Regions from separate parts of the Mus musculus genome. Here region 2 is linked to region 1. A link is a contact called in public Hi-C data. All regions are on one chromosome and are shown on one strand. The core of a region is the stretch at or near the end of the contact, and the rest is flanking DNA. Distances in the headings are between cores, read along the strand shown. Region 1 holds the start of Pak7 (p21 (RAC1) activated kinase 7). Region 2 holds the start of Snap25 (synaptosomal-associated protein 25).

Evidence for each region. A called contact is a pair of places that touch in the nucleus more often than the background predicts.
Region 2: a Hi-C map of cortical neurons shows a contact between it and region 1, with 5 times the contacts expected there. The contact joins the promoter of Snap25 here to the promoter of Pak7 in region 1. A contact is called at or near these places in 2 of 39 promoter capture datasets (neutrophils and stem cell-derived epiblast-like cells) and 3 of 484 Hi-C or Micro-C datasets (cerebellar granule neurons, cerebral cortex and cortical neurons).

What each region holds. Positions count from the first base shown.
Region 1 is chr2:136,385,218-136,391,809 of GRCm38.p6, forward strand. It overlaps Pak7 (p21 (RAC1) activated kinase 7), which reads right to left and starts at 2,750. Exons shown (of 10, transcript NM_172858.2): 1 at 2,437-2,750.
Region 2 is chr2:136,710,741-136,717,332 of GRCm38.p6, forward strand. It overlaps Snap25 (synaptosomal-associated protein 25), which reads left to right and starts at 2,710. Exons shown (of 8, transcript NM_011428.3): 1 at 2,710-2,860. Gm32659 (a long non-coding RNA gene) reads right to left here and starts at 3,598. Exons shown (of 3, transcript XR_375013.3): 1 at 3,133-3,598.

The sequences.
Region 1 (6,592 bases), core at 1,500-3,999:
TTACATTAAATATCCCATGCCAGCAGGGTTTTTGAACCCATACTATTCTTCATATTCTGAAACTTGATGGCATAGTATTGATCCTATCATTGTTATTAGAAAAGTTAGTAAAGTAAGTTAAATTTTCTCTCCCCTAAACTCAATGACAACCCTGAACTTGTCCATGTGACCTACTTTACAAGTCTGATCTTTGCAGTTGTAATTGAATTAAGACAAGGCTATAGTTAGCTCTAAATGATATAGGAACAGTGTCCTTACATAAAGACTGAAACATGGACAGGAGAACAGACACAGAGAGGAGAACACATGGACATGAAGGTAGAAACAGAATAACGTGATTGGGGTAAGGTATGTCTAAGACTATAAGAATCACCTTCTCCTAAGAGCATCAGAGGATTGCCATGCTAACACTGAGATATTAGACAGAAAATACCCAGATCTGCATCAATAAATTTCTACTTCTTTAAGCTACCAAGTTGGGGGTGTATGGCTATGTCAGTGCTAAGAAATAAAACAATTTGGAGTATTTCAGTAAAAGTAAATTGAATTTGACTTGCATAGCAAATACATATAACATGGGTTCCAAACACATACATGTCCTTCTCAAAGAGATTTCCCCATGCCCAGTTTCTTTGTATTATTATTAATGTCTACATCTATCCATTTATGTGGGCTTTGCTTTGTGAATCACAAGTCTTTGTTGCTGATACATTAAATCACTTCCACAAAATCCCACACCTAAATACGGAGGAACCAGAGTTCAAATTTAGCTTTATCTCATCACTAAAATGACACTGTATTCCAGAACATCTGTCTCTGGTGCCTGTCCATTGCAGCATATTCTGAGGATGTAGGAAAGGCATTGGCAACCTCGGCTTTCAATGCCTACAATCAAAACTCACGTTTGTTAATTAAATGATAAGTTGCAAGGACTGAGTACAATCAATCTCTTATTCACAGAGGAACACGAAGTTTATTCTACTACAAGTATTGTCAATGAACTTGCCATTAGCTTCTACAGCTTTCATTAGAAGTTCTGCTTTGCACACGTGTATTCAAAGTCAAGGTGTTATCAGATTGGACACTTATAGCTTTACTCTACTTAAATTCATTTCCCTCCTGCAGTCTCTGTTTCATTATCACAATACTGACTCATTCTTGCCACCTAAGGAGATCATAAGAATAAATAGTGTAAGTGCAGAGGAAAGTATCTAAACTTCATATTCACAGACAGATGCCCAGCCTGAAAAGATAAAACAGGGGATGAAGGTGTGTTCTAAATTTACCTTTCCTCCCTCTCAGGGGGCTATGCTGCTAATCATAACAGATACAACTGTAAGGTGTCACATCTGTTGTTGCAGAATGTCAACTTTAAGAAGGCTTGTGTAGGAGGGACTTCTTCAGGGAGTAATGTGTCCATCTGTAAATTAAAGATGCTGCCTTTACACCAAATGCCACAAGAGGGTCTCTGATGTTTTGTGAAGTACCTATTTCCCCAGAAGTGTATCCAGTTTTCCAAGTCGTTATCAATTATTGGCCAAGACATTTTTTTCTTTACTACTCTAATATTTAAAAGATCTGTTCAGTTCTTTGAAAGGTTAGGGCTCCCTTAATTGAGATATGAATGCTGGCAAATTAACTTCTACCCTATCACAATGGAAAGCTCCAGACACACTCGGTTTCAAAACGGATGCTCACATTTGTGCCCTAAACTGGACACTTGACAGTCCTGAGACTTTCCAAGTTTATCCTCTAGGAGACTGACATTGTACAGAATTTTAACCAGAGTTTGGAAGTGATATTCTCTTCCACATTCTGTCCACCAATGTTCACAAGCAGAAGTTCTTTCCCAATCCATTGCAACCCACTAAGCGAACAGAGACAAACAACAAAGGAAAACACAGTCCCATAAAGGTTCCGCTATTGCATCTGGTGGTCCACACCTGCTAAAAGACAAAAACCATATGGGAACCCTGCCCTGGCAATGCATCCAGCACTCCCTGGGAGCAGCAGGCACTGTCGTATCACCGGCAGGGCGTGCGCGAGTGCATACACAAAGAACTGCTGCTGGGCTTGCTAGCCTTTCGGGGTACCAGCAGACTCCTAGAGCTGGCATCCAGGGTGATCTCCTACGCCCTCCATCCTAGCATAAGAGCGCTATCCTTTATTTGACCGGTGAAGAGCCCAAGCTGGATGATATCGCAAAGATTGGGGGTTGGGGAGTGGGCGGACCCTGGATCCCTTGCCCATTCTCAGAGGTCCCCAGCCTTTGGCATCTCCTAGGAGATGCACAATCAATTGTGCTGTCATAGAGGTCTCCTTTCGCATCCTCTCTAGGCAAAGCCAGATGCCCGGTGTAGCAACCGTGCGCATCTTGGCAAGCGCCCCTTCTGGAGCCGCTACCCATAAGCCGACCTGCCCGGTGCTCCTGCCTACCTGGTGGCTGGCTGTCAGCAGAGAAGTCGCGGTACCTCATCTGCTTCTCCGCTGCTGCTACATCTGTTATATCGCTCCAAGCGCCATGTTCCTGCTCTCCACGGGCGCACGCCAGGGAACTACTACGGCTGGGAAGGGGCAAGGGGGGCGGGGGCTAGAGGAGGGGGTGGGGGCAGAGTCAAAGCTTTTTACTCTCCTCCCAAACCTCTCCCAGCTACTGAGCATGCCCAAGCCGCCTGGCTTCGCCCCTAGGAGGACTGTCCGCTGAGACCACTCAGCTGCTCCGGGTTTTAGGAGCAGCCCGCTGTAGGAAAGCTGTAGCAATTGAGGGGGGTGAAAGGGGGAGTGTGGAGGGAGTGTCTGCACGCCCGAGCTGGAGAAAACAGCCAATCGGATCACACTTTCCTTCTACCATCCCCCTGCGGGCTACTCCCGCATACCCCTCCCTGAACATCCCAGTTTGTCCAAATTTTCTATAGGACCTTTGCAAAGCCGCACTACATCAGTATGCTAGCTAGTCTCTTTAGCATCACCTGGTCCTGTGCTTCGCAAACTTTAATGAGCCTTTGATTTAAAATACAGATTTGGATTCAACTGCCTGGTCCTGAAAGTCCCCGTGCCATTCGGCTGGTCCTCTGAAAGGTCAGGAGGTGCAAGAATCCAGAAACATCTTCTATAACCTCTAATTGGTCATGGAGTCTTTAATCAGCAATGGACTTATCAGCCTAAGGAGTTACCTTCAGCTTTTGATGATAGCAGCGGTTCAAGGGAGGATGTCCCCTGGGATGTCATGCCTTTCCTGGAAAGAGGCTTTGTAGGGCACACACTGAAGACAGCATAAAACCATTAGTTTGATCTAGAATTAGGAGTTTCGGAGACGATGGGCTCTTGGATCAATTCACAATCGCTTTGATACTTGAGACTAGGAAACTCGTGCTCAGTCAGTTGACCTGTTGTTGACCTGTTGTCCAATTCAAGCCTGAACCAGTCTATCCTGACTGTCTACCTGTCTTCTCTGAGCCTGGGACAAAACCTGAGAGGTTCGATGTAATGTCAAGGCTGGGCTTGACAGTTGAGACTGACTGGTCTTTTGAGAGCAAAAGACCACAGGAGGTATCGGTAATATTGAGATTAGTCACTGCCCACATGAAACCAATCAATTCACAAAACCAACCAAGAGACTTTAATCTTGGTTTTGAGAGAGCCACATCCTTCTTCATCCTCAGAGATCTCTAGATTGTCCTTATGAGAATATAGTGTCTGATCCTATAACTGAATAAGTCGGTTATAAAACAGGGCCAGTTTGCTAGTGAATAGTAGATGCTTATCATCTCCTGTCCCCGTGGCTTATCTGTTCACACACTACTTTCACTGAAGTAACTTATATATCAAAACAGAATCATGGCAGGAGCTGGTGCTAAAGATATTGCCACAGCTGTTAAGAACTCATGTTGCCCATCCAGAGGTCCCAGGTTCAGTTGTATAGGGTGGGTCCGAGCTGTACGTGACTCTGACTCCAGTGGATCTCACACACTCCTCTGGTATCAGTGGTGCCTTTTTCCACCTGGTACACAAAGAAGCATCCAGACACATATATACACATAAAAATAAATCTTTAAAAAATAGATCACAGAACAGATAGATGGTCACTGTTCTCCACTGATGTTTCTAAGTGTGAAGGACATATGTATCTTGGCCTATCAAATCCTATTTTTCCCATTCATATGACTAAAGTCAATAAATTTATCAATGCTTGAAACTGCTCAAATAGCCCTACCTCACCTCTCACCAACTGGATTGCTGTCCCATGGCCATTGGCATAATATTTTCTATTCTTTACTTTCCCCTATGTGGACTTGGACAGATGCAAATGACAGGAAATATTTTATTAAGATGAAGTTTACTTGTAGTTTTAGTATCAATAAAAAGTGCACACACTGCCAAAGTGAACTATATAATCTGAATAATATAATTTTATATTATAATTATGCCATCATGAATAGCCATGAAACAACTGATAGAAAAAAATCATAAATGAAAATCTGCTCCAAAGGAAACTACCAGGCTTAGATGGTTTCACTAGAGAAACGCTCTAAGTAGTGTAAAATACAAAACAACAAAAACAAAACAAAAACTATTTTCACACAATTATTTCCCAGAAAGCAAGAGAACACATGGCTCAACTAATTTATGAGGCTATAATTTCCCTGACACCAAAACCAAATAAACTTAGTAGAAGAGAAGTCCTCTAAACAATATATCTTATAAACCTACAAACAACCATTCCTGAGAGCTGCAGGAAGGGCTGAGTATCCTAGTACAGGTCCATGGTCCCAGCTACTCAGGAGGCTGAGACAGGAGAATCATGAATTCAAAACTTGTCTGAACTAAAGAGTGACTTAAAGGATCATTCCCACCCAAATGAAGAAGGTACTAAAAGCTTTTAGCTAACACTTATAACACCACACATTTTATCCCAAACACCAAGAAAAAAATATTACCTTGAATCTTACAGTGCATAGAGAAAATTATATATTATCTCTACATAGATGTATGTCAGGAACTCAGGGCTGTCTTAATATGTAAATAGGCATCAATATAATCCATCATACAAACTCAAAAATCCTATCAAATTATACAGGAAAGCATTTGAAAAAATGATACCCATTATTGAATAAAGACTTGAAACTCATCAGGAACTGAGGGAGGGAATTGCCTCATTTATAAAAGGCATCTACAAAAAACAAAAACAAAAAACAACAACAAAAACAAACAAAAAAGCAAACAAACAACAACAACAAAAAACCTCTAGTGAACTTGCCATTTAAAAAAGAAAGTAAAAATAGTTTCCTCCTAAGATTCAGGAAAACTAAGAAGAGACTCATCCATCATCTCTTTCAACATATTACTAGAAATTATAGCAACTGAAATTAGGCAAGAAAAATAAAAGACCCCGAGTTATGAAGGAATTAGTAAAATACTTTTTACATGCATTCCACTGATTGTGCTCTTGAAAAGCTAACAAGGAAGCTCCAAGACAGCTCTTAAAACAAAAAGGTAAATTCTGTAACATTCCCCCAAATTAGCTGTATCTCTAGATATAAACCATGAACATTTAGAAAATTACATGAGAAACACAATAACAAAAACAACAGAATGCTAAGACGATTTAATAAAATCATTCAGGGCTCATATTCTTAATATTCTTAAATTACAACATACTAATGAAATCAAAGACCCAATATATAGATATTGTACATTCATATATTAGAAAGCTCAACCTAGTCAAAAAAAATGTACTCTTTATACTAAATGAAGTGACATTTTCAGTGACATTTCTATATTAACATTGAAAATTTTTGGTGACCTGGACAACTTTATCTCAAGTGTATTTTGAAAGATAAAGGTTCTAGACTAAACAGTACTGAGATTGTAGTTGTCTTAACTAGAAAATCATGTGAGACATTTAGATACCAAAATAGAAAACCCAGAAATAGACTCACACAAGCATGAACTATTACTATTAACAGCTGAGAGAAGCCATTCCGAGAACAGCATTCCTGCCATATGCTGCTGCACCAAGAAGATGTGCATGGACAATGAAGAGCTTGAACCTCCTATAACTAGGAGCATGCGCAGCTGAAATAGTGAACATCTTCCTCTAAGATCGGGACAAAAGGATGAAAACAAAGACATCAATTTTACTACTTCAAAATTCTGTGTGGACAGCCAGGAGGATTAGAGTCCAGAATTGGAAAAAAGAAAAAAGTAAACAACTTTTTTTTTCATAGAGTAGGATCTTATATATAGAAAATCTTAAGGTGTGCATGCACATGCACACATGCACATGCATATACACAGAGACATATAGACACCTTAAAATTAATACAATTGCTAAAAGGTTCAGGATATATAATTAACCCATAGAAGTCAGTTGTATTTTATATACTGACTGTGAACAACTTAAAAGGAAAAATTTTTAAGACAATCAGCTTAATAGTAGTTTCAAGAAGAATAAGACACTTAGAAATTAAGACTAGACCCATTAAGAAATATAAAGATAATCCATGTTCATGAAGCAGCAGACAATGCAAAGACTACTCCAAGCAATCTACAAGTCATCCTAAGAAAATCTGAACAATGTTTTCACAGCAAT
Region 2 (6,592 bases), core at 1,460-3,959, 330 kb after region 1:
TTCCAAGAATAACCATTGCAAATTAGAATGCTTGGGGGCATGGTATACCAAAGAGCTTTCAGAGACTGCATTAGCATACCATACATACCCATTAATCACAGCAGTGAGTTCCTTGGCATCAGGAACTACACATACTGGATCTTTGTAGAGGGGACTCAGACACAGCTAAATCATTTCGGGGCAAAATTGTCTTCACCTTGCTTCTCTGTATGGGCCAAGTCATTGTAAACCCAGAATAACATAAATCTGCTGGCCGGGGACTGTCAATCATCACCACGGGAGTTTTTGTTTGTTCTGCTTTATTTTAATGAAACAATAGAAACAATACGATATTCAAAGTATATTAGGGACTATCTTGCTACACAGGAAAAGCTTTTACATTTCCAGGGTATCTTAGATTAGATCTTAGTGATTCCCAAGCATAGAGAACCTCTTATCATCATTTTGTGAAGGAGCATACAGATATGAATAATGCTGTCACCTCTTTCAGAGGGGCTGTTGGTATTTTCTGTGGCTCCATGAGTCAGTGCGACTCTGTCTTCCTCTCTGTAATTTCTGAAGTTGTCAGTGTGAGGAATCTTCAGCTAAAGATTCAGAACACCAAGCTCTTCTCTCCGGTGCTTGCCACATCACTTTTGCCTGCAGAATGAGGCTCCCTCAATGACGTACTTAAAAAAAAAAGGGGGGGGGGGGAAATCCCCTGCCCCCATTCTTTCACAAACTTTCTGCCTGAATGATTTCTAGTTGGAGGGCCCTATACATATTTTCTTTCTCCTTCTTGTAGGGTAGTTTGTCTGTCTCTGCCAACTCTGCATGCTGCCTTTTTTTTCCCAAGTCATATCATAACTGAAAAATATTACATTCTTAAGCCTATTCCTGCGAGCTTTATTATAATGAAAATATGAGCTGGAATGGCAGCCTAGTGAGGGCCAAGCATATTTTTTTCTGTCGTACAAAAATTTAAATGTTGAATAACTCAGTAAGCAAATTGCAGCAGCAATATTTCAGGAATCCGGTTTTAATCAAAACCCAAACACCATCATCATCGCAAACATTAAGATTTCAAAATATCCTTTGGATCTTGGTATCTGTTAGAAAAAGGAAATTCTGCTCCTCTCCTATGTACATCCACCCAACCCCCTCCTCCCTCAGCTCCCCGTCTGTCTTCGCCTACAATTAAAAGCTTTATTACCTAAGCTTGCCTTTAAAACCAGCAAGCGTGGTGTGTGTGTGTGTGTGTGTGTGTGTGTGTGTGTGTGTGTGTGTTATCGAGACCGGGGCGGGGGGCGTTTACGCGTTGCTTTTCAGATCCAGTTTTAAGTGTGTGTGTGTGTGTGTGTGTGTGTGTGTGTGTGTGTGTGTGTGCGCGTGTGTGTTTCTAAGAGAAAAGGATTTTCCATCGCCCAAGAGGCCATCAAGTTTTAAGATTGCGAGGCACGACTTCTAATCGCATCCTCCGCGGAAAAGTACAAACAGTTCCTGAGACGAGGTCCCCCACCTCCCACGCGCTCCCCAGCTCTCCCTCCCTGCCTAGAACCCGGACAACCTCCCCAACACCTGTGAATCATCTAGAGGCTGCACCACCGAACTATTTGCATATCGCCGCCTGCCCTACCCAGCTCCTGACTGCTCCTGACGCACGACAAGCAAAGACAGGATTATATTGTGTGGTTATTACTTCTAATCTTTCATCTGAACCAGCAGAAGTAGACATTCTTGCTCATACCAGACCCAGAGGTTCAGAGGGTCGGCCACTGAAAGTGCTTGTGCAATGAGTGACCCTCCAGATTTCAGTACTGTCCTAGCCACCTTCCCCCCACCCCCACCCCCGGATGTCTGGACACGTTCTAAGAAACCCGAATACCGCTCTAGGCCCAGACTGCAAATTCAACCCGCCACAGAGTCATCTATAAGCCCCGGGCAAACAACTCGCAACTCAAAGCCCTAGCCCTGCAAACCCAAGCTAATAGGGCTAACTAGCTTCCCTCTCCCTTTCCCCAACTCAGGTGTTATCTCGGTGATAATTGCTCTGACGTACTTTAAAAGAAAGTGTGAGCCTTTCCCAAACTGGCCATGATTAAATGAGAACTCTAAACCTGCAATGCTGCTTTAATACAATAATTTTCATAAAAATAGCAATGTGAGTAACCTGGTCACGAAAGGAGCTGGTGAGAGCGAGAGCTGAGGGGAATGCCTCTTCGGACCCTCTTCTCTGGAGAAAATAAATCACAACAGAAATCTATGCCAATCCCTCACATCATTACCCTTCTATTCCTTTACCTTCCTCTCGTGTCTGTGACTCAACCAAAGACAAATCATCAGGGGAACGTTTTACATATAAATATGTATATGTTTACATTATTATAATTGTATATACATTCCAAACACACGTATTTACATACATATATTCACATATGCATGCACACGTAAGCAAACGCATAGGCCATCAGGAAAACAGTCGCAAGAAATATGTATTTCCCAAGACGGTGCTAAAATGGAGTCAAAAGAATCGCTCCATTTGGGTGTTTATAAAAGATTGAAATAAAAAGGGTTGCTGCAAAGCGCTCAGGGAGCTGAGTCAAGCGCTCCGCACCTCCCGGCTCCTCCCCTACCGCCCCCAGCCACCTTCCTCCCTCCGCCCTCCCCCATCACACTTCCTCCCCGCCCCTCGAGGAGCCGGCTATTAAAAGCTGCTGACGTCAAAGGAACGGCCATCTTTGATGAGGGCAGAGCTCACGTTGCATTGAAGAAGAAACCTCGGGGAGGTCTGGAGCTGTCTTTCCTTCCCTCCCTACCCGGCGGCTCCTCCACTCTTGCTACCTGCAGGGATCAGCGGACAGCATCCTCCGGAGAAGACAAGGTAAAGAGCCCCCTCCCCCGATCCAGGTCCTAGCCCTGTATGGCTGCATACACAGAAGGGACTGCAGCTGGCAGCCCAAGTGAGCCTGGGTAAATACAAGTATTGGTGCACTTAGGGTGCGGTATTCCCTGTGTGCATATCTACCTAGACTCTCGCCTGGGGCTGCATAAAAGTATTTTCGAGGTGAGCTGTTTGGAGAAGGAGTGAATGGGGACACTACAGATGGAGTGGTGGGAAGAAATAGCGAGGATGTGTACAGAATAATAACTTACTCTTTTGAAGCAGCCGTGGGACCCTCTTCCATCTTGCGATGCAGTTTTGAGATATGTTTAGGTTATTAGGATTGTGGGGTTTTTTTTCTACCTGTAGTCTAAAATTTAAAAGCAAAACACGATCTTGTAGTTCGTTCCAACCCTATGATTATGACTGTAGTGTTTAGGGCACTGCTACCCAAGGGAGATGAGAAGGCAGGGTGTGGGCGCTGGGGAGGCGAAAGGAGAAGGGGGGCAGTTCCCTCCCTGGGCAAGCTGAGCTGCGGCAGCGGCAGCGGCAGCAGCCTCCATGCCCCACAGACTTGATTTATGCCGCCTGCCCCAAGTCAGCTACAGGCGAGCATGTGCTGCAAAGTGGGAGAGCTCTGGAGGTTTGGTGCGGTGGGCTAGACTAGTGGGGGTGCGATGGCGGGAGCTCAGCACCCTGGACAGGAGTGCTCGGCGCCCGCGTCGGCGCCCTGACCTTTCAGCACCGCGGACAGCGATCCGGCTGCAGCGCCGCATTACCTGCTGCAGAGATGCCTGGCTGGGACTAGAGGCCAAATTTTCTCTCTGAGATCCAGGTCTTATAGAAAGTCTTAATAGAGCTCGCATAGTAGATTAAAAGAAAGACAGAAGAATAAATCCTGTCAGCAGGGATTTATTTACAGACAATTGCCTGCTCTCTTCCTCACTTCCCACGTAGCTTCAAGAAAAAGCAGACTACTTGTAGAAGCCTTCTGTATTTCTTCCTGTGCCTTGGTTTAGACAAAAACAAAACAACAAAACAAAACAAAACCATACTTTTAAAAACGGTCACTTATCCTCCATTACGACATATATACTGTAATTTTTTGTATTTAACACAGGGTAGATATATCCGTTGATATTAGGTGGGCTCCAGTGGGCTTATAAGATGATGCTAGTACTATCTATTTATAGGACAGTTCCTTCCCTGTGTTTTTTTTTAATATGGGTTATCTGAACTAGTTTCTGGAATAAATCCCTTTGTCACTTTTCCTTTATTCTTAAAACTAGGTAGAAACAAGCATACACAGCCAAAAGAAAAATTTCAATATCTTTGGCTGTGGTTTTGGAGTTAGTGCATTTCATATTAACATTGGATATGGCAGATTGATTGCTGTAGATGTTGACGTTAAGAATGGTCATCCTTGGGAGAAGTTAAACATGTCCTTCAGGGTTATGAATCGGCTGAAGCAGGAATCTGACCCCCAAGATTCACTGCAATTTCTATTATGGCACTGCAGGATTTTGCTGAGGTCATGATAACTATTTTCTTCTCTGAGGCTTAGAGACTCCGCATGAGCAAAAATTGTCATGATGATAAATATCTGTTTGATTTAGAGTCTCATAATTGTCATGAATGTATCAAGACTAAAATGATATGCTTTCCACAGTTGTTAAATGAGAATAACAGCTTCATATATAAGGATGTATATAATGCATTAAAGACATGCTAGCATGAACCCTTTTAAAGACCTCCTCCCAAAGGTCTTGAATTGTGTTCATTTAGTTATAACTCCAATCATCTGTCTCCCAAAGATACTAAAATTCTCTATTAAAAAGAGTTATTTTATCCCCAGCTATTTATTTGTGGGTTCTCTTTATAAAAATCATGTGTTTCCATGTATGTATATGCTGGCATATTATTGTGTGTAGATGTAAGTTGATCTCAGTGGAAATTCATTCCAGATTATTTAGCTGCATGGGAGTTTATAACTCTGAAATCTTCAGATATAATAAACAACTACGTTTCATTGATGGGAGGTGGAGGGGGGGGGGAGTATGGGGAGGAGTCTTATTTAAATGCTTTGCTGTTATAGTGCAAATCCAGACAGTTCTGCGCAGTTGCGTCAAATGCAAAGCCTAATGCTGCCTGAATTATGTGCTTGAACGTTAGTAATTACTGCTAGGTTTGCTGGATAGTGGAAGATGAAGGAAGGGGGCATAGCATTGCAGTAAAGCTGGCTAAGGTGCCGAGGTGGGAAAAAGAGGCAATATGAGTATTTATATAGCTGAATATATAGGAAAGTTAGCTGAGAAAATAAAAAGAAATGTACCTGTGACGTAGATTTAACATTTTTGTCATGGAAAATCTTCAGAAGGAAAAATAATAAGATGGTTTTTCTTCGTTTTAAAAATCCAGGACAATGTGATGAAGGAGGTGGGAGCAGAGAGGCATATGGAGAATCCAGGAAACATTCCTGCAGATGGTGGGATGGAACCTGCTTGTTTGTTTATTGTTGTTTTCCACATTTAGCATTCTCAGCACAAAATAATGTACAATTTCTACAATCTTTTCATGGTGCAATATCCCTAGAATTGATAATTTAACCTTTACTTTATAAAGCTTTCACAGCTCTAAGGCAAGCTGTCCCTTAATTTGTTAGATGATATTCCTAAACTCTAAAGTTAACCCTGCAGTAAAGGTTATCAGCTGAACAATTGATTTCTCCTCCAATGACGCCTAGCAACTGCATAGCAGCTGGCCTTCAGGAGAACTGTTGGCTTTGACCATTGTAGAAATAAAAACAATGTAATAAAGAGATTGAAGGAGGAAACAAAAGAAAATCCTGACTTTTAAATGATGCACTATCAATAAGCAATGCTTCTTACATTATGAGATTGCGTTACAGTACTAGAAAAGCAGGAAAAATAATGGGTTTGGCCTCAGCACTGGATACATTCTGCAATGTCATCCCTTGCCAGCAGGCACCAACCTAATAGGAAGATATTGATCAGTCAGAAAGCACCAGATACATAAATCAACCCCACAGGGGATATAACATTTCATGGTTATATGGTTTTTGACCTCAGTAAGTTTAGAATCTAGTAATCTTAATAGAAATAATAAGTAATAAAACTTATCACACAAATCCAAAGTTAAAAACCAATAAAACAAGGAAAAATTATGAGATTGTAAGTAATTCATTTGTAAGTAAATGTGAGCGGTGGTAAGGATAGGGTTTCAGACAGGGCAAAATCAAAGTAGACATAGGTCTTGAGCTAGCCTGGAAAGGTTGAAAAGAAATTAGAACGGCCTGCTAAGTAAACAACTTCAAGTTATGTAAGCCAGGCTATCTTTCTTCAGTGAATCCTGCAAATGTCTAGCCATTTGGAGACAGTTGAAAGCTTGTATAGGGTTTTCTAGAATGGAATTAGAGCCCCCTATGGAATGTTTTGAATGGCAATCTTAGAATTAGATATTTTACTCTAAAATTGATTTCTGAGTAATATAACTAGCAAAGCAACGAGGTTCTGGCTAACACCCCAAAATTAACAGAGTAGTTTAATCCCCAGTATTAAAGGGAAACACATCACTATCATCAAGGGTGATTCATTTAAAAAAAAAAAAGTCCTGTAGTTAAACATCACTTACCATCTCTCTCCAAGATATTCGCACCTATATGGACATATAGTCCTCCCCCATAAGTGAATTGCAGTTTCGGTGTTCCATATT